Regions from separate parts of the Anas platyrhynchos genome. Here region 1 is linked to region 2. A link is a contact called in public Hi-C data. All regions are on one chromosome and are shown on one strand. Each heading gives the region's core, a stretch centred on a gene start, on an enhancer-like site or on the middle of the called end of the contact. The rest is flanking DNA. Distances are from core to core; before and after follow the strand shown.

Region 1 (4,552 bases), core at 1,031-3,530, 140 kb after region 2:
GAGCTTTCAAGACTTTGGGAAGACGGGTTCTGATTTACCCTGTTACTGTGAAATGAGATGTGTCACCATAAAATGAGGTGAGGGTCCCATGCTCTGCAGTTGCAGCCTGCTGTGCGTGGTGGCAGTGCAAGCTGACAATTTCAGTGAAATTCATCAATTCCAACTGACAATGGAAACTAGGTAAGGTGTTGGGGCAGGAGATTGTGTCTGGGTGTGTCACTAGATTTTGATGTGTTGCTGCCCCAAGATAAATGGCACATGATGTTGGTTTACCACATGGTAATTGTGTCCCCGTGTCAGTGTGCCAGTGTCGTCAGGGATTTATCGCTCCTCCTATTGCAACATCCTGCATGAAGGAAGGCTCGACCCAGCAGGGAGGGAGCTCCGGATAGCATCAGTGCAAGGTGGAAGGAGCTGACAGAGTTTGTAAACAGACTTATAAATAGAAGTCCCCAGTGATGAGGATTGTACGCTTTTTCTAGAGAACCTAATCCAATGCCTCACCTGCACACCAAACTTTTGCAGAACCTACCCCCAGCCTCCCTGCTCTCTGCTCTGTGTTCGAGCTGCTGGAGACTCACCATTTGGATGATATTTCTTGCACAAGCGGAAGAAACACTGGGAATTCCCGAGGAGGTGGTTCATGGTTACTGCCAGCACGTGGTGGTGCCTGCTGTGGGCTGTGTGGAGCATGAGGTTGTTCAGCTGGGCCTGTTCCTTCAGGAGTTCCCCGCCCTGTTTTATAGTGTCGGTTATCTGACCACATTCCTTCCGCCCCAAAACAAACTTTGCTGCCTTTCGTGGAAAACCCGCAGCAGAAGGTGATGCAGCTCCTCCCCTCTGTTTCGGGGAGCCATCTGTCAGTGGACAGTGAATGTAATCTGCCGTTGAAGTGACTGGAGATCCTGTGGTAAGCACAGCTCAGGAATGCTGAGGTTGCCACATCCTGACATCCAGACCTTCCTGTTGGCTGCTGATAACGGCCTGAGCAAGTCCCTTAGCCTGTCTCAGGTGTGAGGCAATCACTAATCTCTACATTTTAACCTATTTAACAAAGTCACTTTACTGTGGTGGATCACCCTCCTGGCAGGAGCAGGGTGTTGCTCACCTTCAGGAAATGAGGGCTGGAAGTCCATGGCCCCCCGCCCTCCACACACTCAGAGGGGCTGCACAAAGCTCACGTTCCTTCAGCATTTCCCTTTAGTGAGTGCTGCCCATGAGCAGCCCATGCATGCCTGTCCTACAGCTCAGCCACTTCATTGGGAAACACCTGTGTCTTGCTCAGATGGCTTATTCTCCTCGTCAGCCCCAGTTTGGCTTATGGTTGCCAGCCAGTGCACCCTTCCCCTTCCTGTCCACACAACTTCATGAACATCTGAACACCTCCAGGGATGGGGCATCCACAGCTTCTCTGGACAGCCTGTTCCAGTGCCTCACCATCCTCAGAGTAAAGAATTTCTTCCTAATATCTTAGTTAAACCTACCCTCTTTTAGTTTGAAACCTCTACCCTTGTCCTATCCCTACACTCCTGACAGAGTCCCTCCCCACCCTTCCTTCAGGCCTCCTTTAGGTACTGGCAGGCTGCTGTAAGGTCTCCCCAGAGCCTTCCCTTCTCCAGGCTGAACAACGCCAACTCCCTCAGCCTGTCCTCATAGGAGAGGTGCTCCAGCCCCTTGATCATCTTTGTGGCCCTCCTCTGGACTTGATCCAACATTTCCACGTCCTTCTTGTGCTGGGGTCACAGAGCTGAACGCCGGGCTCCAGGTGGGGTCTCACAAGAGCAGAGCAAATGGGGAGAATCACCTCCCTCACCCTGCTAGCCACACTTCTTTTGATGCAGCCCAGGATACGGTTGACTTTCTAGCCTGCAAGCCCACATTTCTGCCTCATGTTGAGCTTCTCATCAACCAACACCCCCAGGCCCTTCTCCTCAGGGCTGCTCTCCGTCCATCCTCTGCCTAGCCTGTGTTAATGTTCTGGATTGCCCCGGCCCAGACGCAGCACCTGATAAATACATTTGAGTTGTTGAATCCCCAAGGTTAACAGATTGCCTGAATTGACAAATTTCCTAAATCAGTACACCTACTGTTGTGTCTGTTTTCGACTAAAACCCTACAGGATTCTGATTTGATGTTCTGTCACACCGAGTAGTTACAGCAGCCAAATAAACACGGTCTCTGCTGTTGTTATCGACTGCTGTGTTCATGCTCAGCCAGTGATTACCCTCCTCATGACACATTTTTTTAATCCCTCTGTGCATTGATCAGTGCAATTGAGAACTTTTCACCTGGAAAGTTTGCAGACCACATGTTGTAATCTTGGCTGCTCCCATCTTTCAGATTTTTACGAGTCCTTGAGAAAACGTTTTTGCTTAGCTAATGCATATTTGAAAAGCTGCTGAAACTGGAAAACTTCAGTGCCAGATACTGCACAGAGTCATGCTTAATCTACCCAGGACATAATGAGCAGAGAAAATTGGGAAGTGGTAGAAGGATTACGATCTTCTGACAGAATTGTAAAAGCAGAATTTCAACACACCCTTTCTGTTTGTTGATAAATTTGCCTTCAAACTATGGATGCTGTTAAGATCTAAAAATATTTTCTAGGCGGTCTTTCTCAGGTTTGTGTGGAACATAAGTGACAGCTCAAATAAACCTGAGATGAGGAGATTTAGGTAGTTCCTTTAAGTCTCTGCACTGGGAGGCACAGCAACTGGCTCATAGCCCTGACTCCAAGGACCTTTTTGTCATAATCTCTCTTTCAGTGTTTCCTTATGCCCGAAATAGGAATAACAGTGCCTCCCTATGGCATGGGAATGGGGCTTAAGCAATTTCATCTTAAATGCTTGCAATCAAGTTGCATTATCTATCAGAGCAGATATGGTGAAAAAAAAAAAAAAAAAAAAACAGCCACATGTTGCACCCTGATTAAGATCAGGGATCTCTAAGTAGCTTTGGGGCAAAGCTGAGTTTTGTGACCAGAAAGTATTAAAGCACTTTGATACATGATGCAGATACGAATTGCAAACGTTTGGTGATTGTAAGCACAGGGCTGCTTATCTAGATAAACCCAATTTTTTTCAAGAATAGTGCATTGTTACATTCACTTATTTCTGTAGTGTGGCTTTCTAAACATGCAGCAGAGCACCCCCAAGAAGAGCTGCTTGAAACCCTGCCAGCTGTCCTGCCACAGTGTGCTGCAAGGTAGTGGCAAGGGCTCCAGGTGGGAAGTTGGGAAAGGAGTTTGGGCACTGATTAATCATCTTTGGGCACTGATTAACTGTCTGTGCAAGTGGGCAGAGGGGCAGGTGGCTACTACAAGGGTGCCTGAGCACCTCGGGGAAGGAGCATGAAGCAGTGTGCAAGCTGTGCAAGGTCTCTGCTTGGTGTCCTGGGTGGCTGTGTCTCCCTTTAAGGCAGATCTTGGATGAATGAGGGCTTGCACGTAGGTTTCCAAAGAGTACTGCTGCTCCAGAGCAGGTTTCAAATGTTAAGTCAAGGGTTAAGAAGTGGTTTCAAGTAAGAAAGGTCAGATTGTAGTGGCCTTCTGCTGGGCAGAGCTGCATGACTCTTGATGCACTTGTATCACGGCCTCCTCTGAGATAAATCTCAAGTGAGCAGCTGAACACCTGCTTTGAATGTCAGAGCTGGTTTTCACCGAAGAGACCATTAGATTTTGCTGCGTTGCGGTGTTTGAAACTCTTTTCAGAGCACTGCAATGAGAAGCAGCTCCCGGAGAGCCTCACCTGGCACCCGCACGTCACGCTGTACCCCACGCATCTCGCTGTCGCACACCTGCAGAGAACAATGCCCTAAGGGTCCCCACAGCACAGACACACGAGGGAGAAATTAGAGATGAGCAGGGTCTTCCTGGCTCCCTGGAGCACGTGAAAAGTCTCATTTCCCTACACACAGCACAGACCAACCTCTCCTGCCCTCTTGCGGCTCTGGGCAGAGCTCTCGGGGATACCTCTGGCAGGGTGCAACCTCCTCTGCCTGCTTCAGAGCCACCTGTGAAGTTTGCAAGATTCAATTTTTGCCTTTTGAGATGTTTTTGGGTTCTTCGGGATAAAGTATTTTTTCTGTAAGTGAAACTAGTCTGAATTTATCAAAGCTTGGGAATCCTTGGACTTGCACCCAAATATATCAGTGCTGATATATAAATGCTGTGAGATGTTCCCCTGCCTATTTGTCTAGTTTGTGTTCAGCTGCACAATCTTCTGAAGCATGATCTGCAGTTGTATGATCAAAAAGGATTTTTAAATGGTGAGACTGAATTTTTGATAATGGGGGGATAATGTGAATGAGAAGGCAGGAAAGTAAAAGGCTCATATTGGATGCATCCGACACACTTTAATTTGTAAAATGCATCTCTATTTTATTCGTATGATGAAAAACCTAAAAAGCCAGTGCAGTGGATGATGCATGAAGACCTGGGTGTCTTTTGCATGTGTGTTTTCGGTGTTCTTTTTTGAAAGGGAATAAAACCTTTCAACCATCTGTCACATAGTCCGTATCATAAGTATTAGAGCATAATTTTTAGCGCAGCTCT
Region 2 (4,619 bases), core at 1,904-4,403:
GTCCCATGAGTTCAAGCAAGGTAGGACACCTGCACAGACAAACAAATAGCTCCTGACAAAACTCTAACAAAAAATAAGTGTACAAGAGGTGGAAGAAAGGCTAGGTAACTCGGAAGGAACATGAGACACTCTCTGAGCATACAGTGATAGGGTTAGGAAAGCCAAAGACTTCCTGGACTTGAATTCATGTCCCTGGGTGAGGGATATGAAGGCCAGAAAGGTAAATGGGCTGTGAAAGGAAGACTGGGGAAGACTTGGTCCACTACCAAATGGAGCGAGGGATCCAGTAGCAAAGAACACAGAAAAGGCCAAGGCACTCGATGTTTTCTTTGCCTCAGACTTCATTGGTAAGCCCTGCCTTCAGGAATCGCAGGCCAGTGTGAAATCGAGACCAGTGTGAAAGTCCACAGCAGGAAGACTTATCCTTGGGGATCACGATCAATTAGGGAATGCTTCAATGTCTCTGTTTCGCGGATAGTTGCTTTGAGCAGGGGGTTGAACTTGATGATCTTTGGAGGTGACTTCCAGACTTCAGGATTCTTTGACATTTCACCTTTCTAGTCATCCTTCCTTTCTGTCTTACTTTTCCAATCCAATTGTGATTTTTTTTTTCTTTTTCTTTTTTTTTTTTTTTCGTTTAATATATCACCTACTGCATGTACTTTTAATATAGCACCTACTGCATGTACTGGCCAAGAAACAGAAACAGAAACCTTGGATCTATGCAGTGACATAATTATATACTCTTTTTTGCTCTTATGTTGCTTTGCTTGCTTTGCTAATCATTTCAAATTTTTTTATTTTTTTTAATCACTGATGAACTTAAGGCAACATTTTTACATACCATGATTCCAAGATAGGTAAAACAAAGTTCATCACTGTGTATTTCATCTAGGAGTTGTTTCTTTTTCCCCACCTACATGTATGATTTTGCATTTACTGACATGAATTTCATGTGCAATTTTACTACCAAAACACTCTGTATCAAAAAATCAGAAGGATTTCATGACTTCAAAGACCTTTTCAATTATCCTTAAGCATTTCATATTTTCTTTAAGTTTTGCCACCTTGCACCCTCGCTCCTTTTGTTGTGGATCATGTAAGGGTTGTGCCTGTCAGCAGATTCAGCAAGTTTCCCTAGCGGTGACCACTGGTAATCTACTGCCTTAGAAAAGTGACCAGTAATTCCCACAACTACAATTTAACCAGATATTAATGACCCATGAAATCGTGTTTAATTTTGTCCTGGGATGACTTAGTTGCTCTAAAAGTCTTTAGTAAAAGACCTAGTCAAAAGCTTTTGGGAAACCAGTTCAAAAGTACCAATCTCATACCTGGTGACTTCTTCAGAGAAATCTAGTAAATAGGAGGTATACAATTTTCCTTTACAAAAATCCAATTGGACTCTTGCTCATTTTATAGCTTTTATGTATGTCTAGTAATTCTGGTCATTTATGTTATTCCTCCACCAATTTGTGGCTAGATATCATATTTAATGCTCTGTAATCTCAGCAGATTACTTTAGACCCTTGAAAAACCCAGTGCCACCTTCATTCCTCTGATATCTCAAAAGTAATTTCAAAATGCCATAAAATTTACATACTGCTGTATAATAAAATGTATCTAAAGTCTCTTAGAAACAGGCCGGTGATTTGTAGCTAAAATGCTTATTTTTCACAAGGGCTGAATCACTTTGCAGATTAAAGTACAGGTACAGTTTTTTAAACTATGACTCTTGTAGTGCTGTCTAGGAAACACAGCAGAATCTCATTGCAATATTTTTCAGAGTACTTCAGAACATGTTTTAAAAGCAGCTTTAAACCTTGTGAAATTACTGCTCCTTTTGGGTATTAATATATATATACATATTTATCATTGCCATCTCATACAAAAGCAAAGTAAAGCAATTATTAGCCCAGAAGCAAAAGAGAGGATGCCAGACCCATGAATAAATATAAGCATCCTACCATTCAGCACCTTGTACTAGACATAAGGGTTGCATTTTCTCTCCCAATTTATTACATTGCAAATTGGAAAAAAAAAAAAAAAAAAAAAAAAAAAGCCTTTAATTATGTCCCTGCTTTACAAGACATTTTCCTATGAACGCTTCCTGATTTTCGTCATGACTGTGGCTCATGACAACTGTGCAGGAAAAAAATAAAATAAAATAAAAACAACACTTAAATTCCATGCTCTTAAGATGTTCTTAATGAAATAAACCCCTCTAGGAATCACTTTATTTCCTAATAACTAATTGACATTTTTAAATTGGGTTGACCAGTGTTTACTTTACAGTGCTATTCTGGCATGTAGTTAATACTATCAGAAAATATGCTGTCTGACTGAGATAGGATATGAGCTATTTTTTTTCCCCCAGATACAGCAAGTATGGATATGTACCTACACTGTAGCATCTGGGATAAAATTCCAGAGCCCTCCTGAATTAAAGAATGTGAATATGGACTAGCAAGTCTGATTTTAATGCCAGTGCAAGAAGGGTTCTTATTACCAGTTTCACAACCTATTCAAAAATGTGTTTGTGCATGTCTTTGATGCAGAAGCTTATAAACAAGAATTCTGTATTTGCTGGACAAATATATTTTACTTCCTTTTTGCACAATCATTACTAATGATGAATGTGGAACAAGAAGATCAGATTGTGTTTTCTATATGATTTTTATCAATTTAACATCCGTAGAACATTTTAAAGGCTTCTTTTGCTTTCTTCATATGTAACTTACCTTGGAATTTCCAGATTCACCCTCTCTTGTGATGTAAAGCTCCATTCTTTTAACTAACCAGAGGATATTTACATATGTTCAAAATGGATGTATGATGGTAAATTATACCAGCATTCCCAACTTAACATTCTGGCCCTTTTCCAAATGTTATAGCAGAACAAATAATTTTCATATCAGATTTCTATTTTGCCCACTGTTTACATTATTAACTGTAGTAATATTGTTGCCAGGAACAACTGACTGCAAGTAGTGCTTGCGCAAGGGTTCGCGTGTAATAACTTGAACCACATAGTACTCTATATGGTTTTCAGTATTTTCTTGCCTTTTAGAGCACCAGAGGAGCTATTGCTTTTCTAATGGTTACTACTGAAATAGGAATGAGGCAGAGGTAGACCAGCACAAAAAAGGAAGTTATTATTTAAAGCACTGCATGTGTACATGTTGTACCCTAAGCAAGTTGCTTGCTCCTAAAGGCTTGCAAAGGTCACGAGCTGCTATGTCAAAACCTTTTGGCTTTTTCAATACCAGCAAACATTGCTCTGGTATCCCTGTAACATATACAAGCAAAGGCTGCCAACTGTTGCAATTCTATCTCCAGTCTCATCCTATTCTGTAGTTTCCTGCCCCTTTGCTTGGGCCGATAATGATAGGACAAGGGGGAATGGTTTTAAACTAAAAGAGAGGAGGTTTAGATTAGACATTAGGAGGAAATTCTTCACTCAGAAGGTTGTGAGGTTCTGGCACAGGCTGCCCAGAGAAACTGTGGATGCCCCACCCCTGGAGGTGCTCAAGGCCAGGCTGAATGGGGCTTTGGGCAACCTGGTGTGGTGGGAGGTGTCCCTGCTTATGGCAGGGGCGCTGGAACTGGGTGGTCTTTAAGGTCCCTTCCAACCCAAACCATTCTGTGATTCTATGAAGACCCTGCTGGTAGAACCAAGATCTTCCCCAGAGGTTCAGCTTTCATTTCTAAGGTAAGTTTCCACCCCCAATGATTAGAGAAAAAAAAGCCTGAAGATGAAAAGCAGATGCCACTAAGGGATGGGCCCAGGCTGGCAACTAAAACCAGAATTCAGAATATGCTATCATAAAAGAATGGCTTGATTCTGCCAAGCTGGGTTTGCCCATTTGACATCTTCCAGTCAGATAGTGCACCTCAAAATATGAACAGTCTAGAGGTGTCCATGCAGTGCTCTTCAACAATAAACATACAACAAACAACAATAAAGCAAATTCTCCAATCACACCCATTTACTGCATGTTGGCTCAGTTCACAGAGTGGTTTTGGACCATGTGAACAAAATTCCTTATAGAAGTTAACCCACGCCCTCACCACATCCTCCAGCCCCTCAGGTGGGGTTGGGATGTGACTGGCTCTGCAGACAGCTTCAACCCCATGCACAGTGCGACACTCAGGCCTGTCCCAAACTAAACCTTAGAACCTCACAAAGTGCAGTCATAAGGCCTCAACACCCATGCATTACCTACTGGTCCTCTTCTACTGCACTTGGCAAACCCATTGCTCCCCTTGGGCATCTCCTAAGACTTTAGATAACCCTCTTTAAACAACTAAATCCAGCCCTGTCTGGCTACTGTGACATTGGGGCCATCTGGAAAGAAATACAACTGAATCCTTGCTGTCTTACTTGGATGCATTAAGGGAGAATGGTTAATATTTTGCTACAAACTTCTTGCAGCATCTGTCCCTCTGTGCTGTATGTCCCTTACAGTCCCCTTCTGCCCTCCTGCTGCTTTATCCCCGCTCCGTGCAGATGTACCAGGTGCAAGGTGGGGGATATTAGGGAACCAAGCAGGAGAGCATCTGAGCCATTAACTCAGATTTTCTCCTCTAACGTCAGAAGATTCAGCCAAATAATTACA

What was found. A called contact is a pair of places that touch in the nucleus more often than the background predicts.
Region 1: a Hi-C map of skeletal muscle shows a contact between it and region 2, with 2.6 times the contacts expected there. The contact joins two enhancer-like sites. A contact is called at or near these places in 5 of 8 Hi-C or Micro-C datasets (F1 follicle, liver, skeletal muscle and 1 more).

Annotation. Positions count from the first base shown.
Region 1 is chr2:13,125,406-13,129,957 of IASCAAS_PekinDuck_T2T, forward strand. The region is part of intron 4 of SNTB1 (syntrophin beta 1); the gene reads left to right. Among named protein-coding and RNA genes, the nearest start is that of MRPL13, 45 kb to the right of the region's middle. Within about 2 kb of position 2,281, at least 2 of the 8 cell types and tissues checked have an H3K27ac peak or open chromatin away from gene starts, as enhancers often do.
Region 2 is chr2:12,987,333-12,991,951 of IASCAAS_PekinDuck_T2T, forward strand. No RefSeq gene overlaps it. Among named protein-coding and RNA genes, the nearest start is that of SNTB1, 34 kb to the right of the region's middle. Within about 2 kb of position 3,154, at least 1 of the 8 cell types and tissues checked has an H3K27ac peak or open chromatin away from gene starts, as enhancers often do.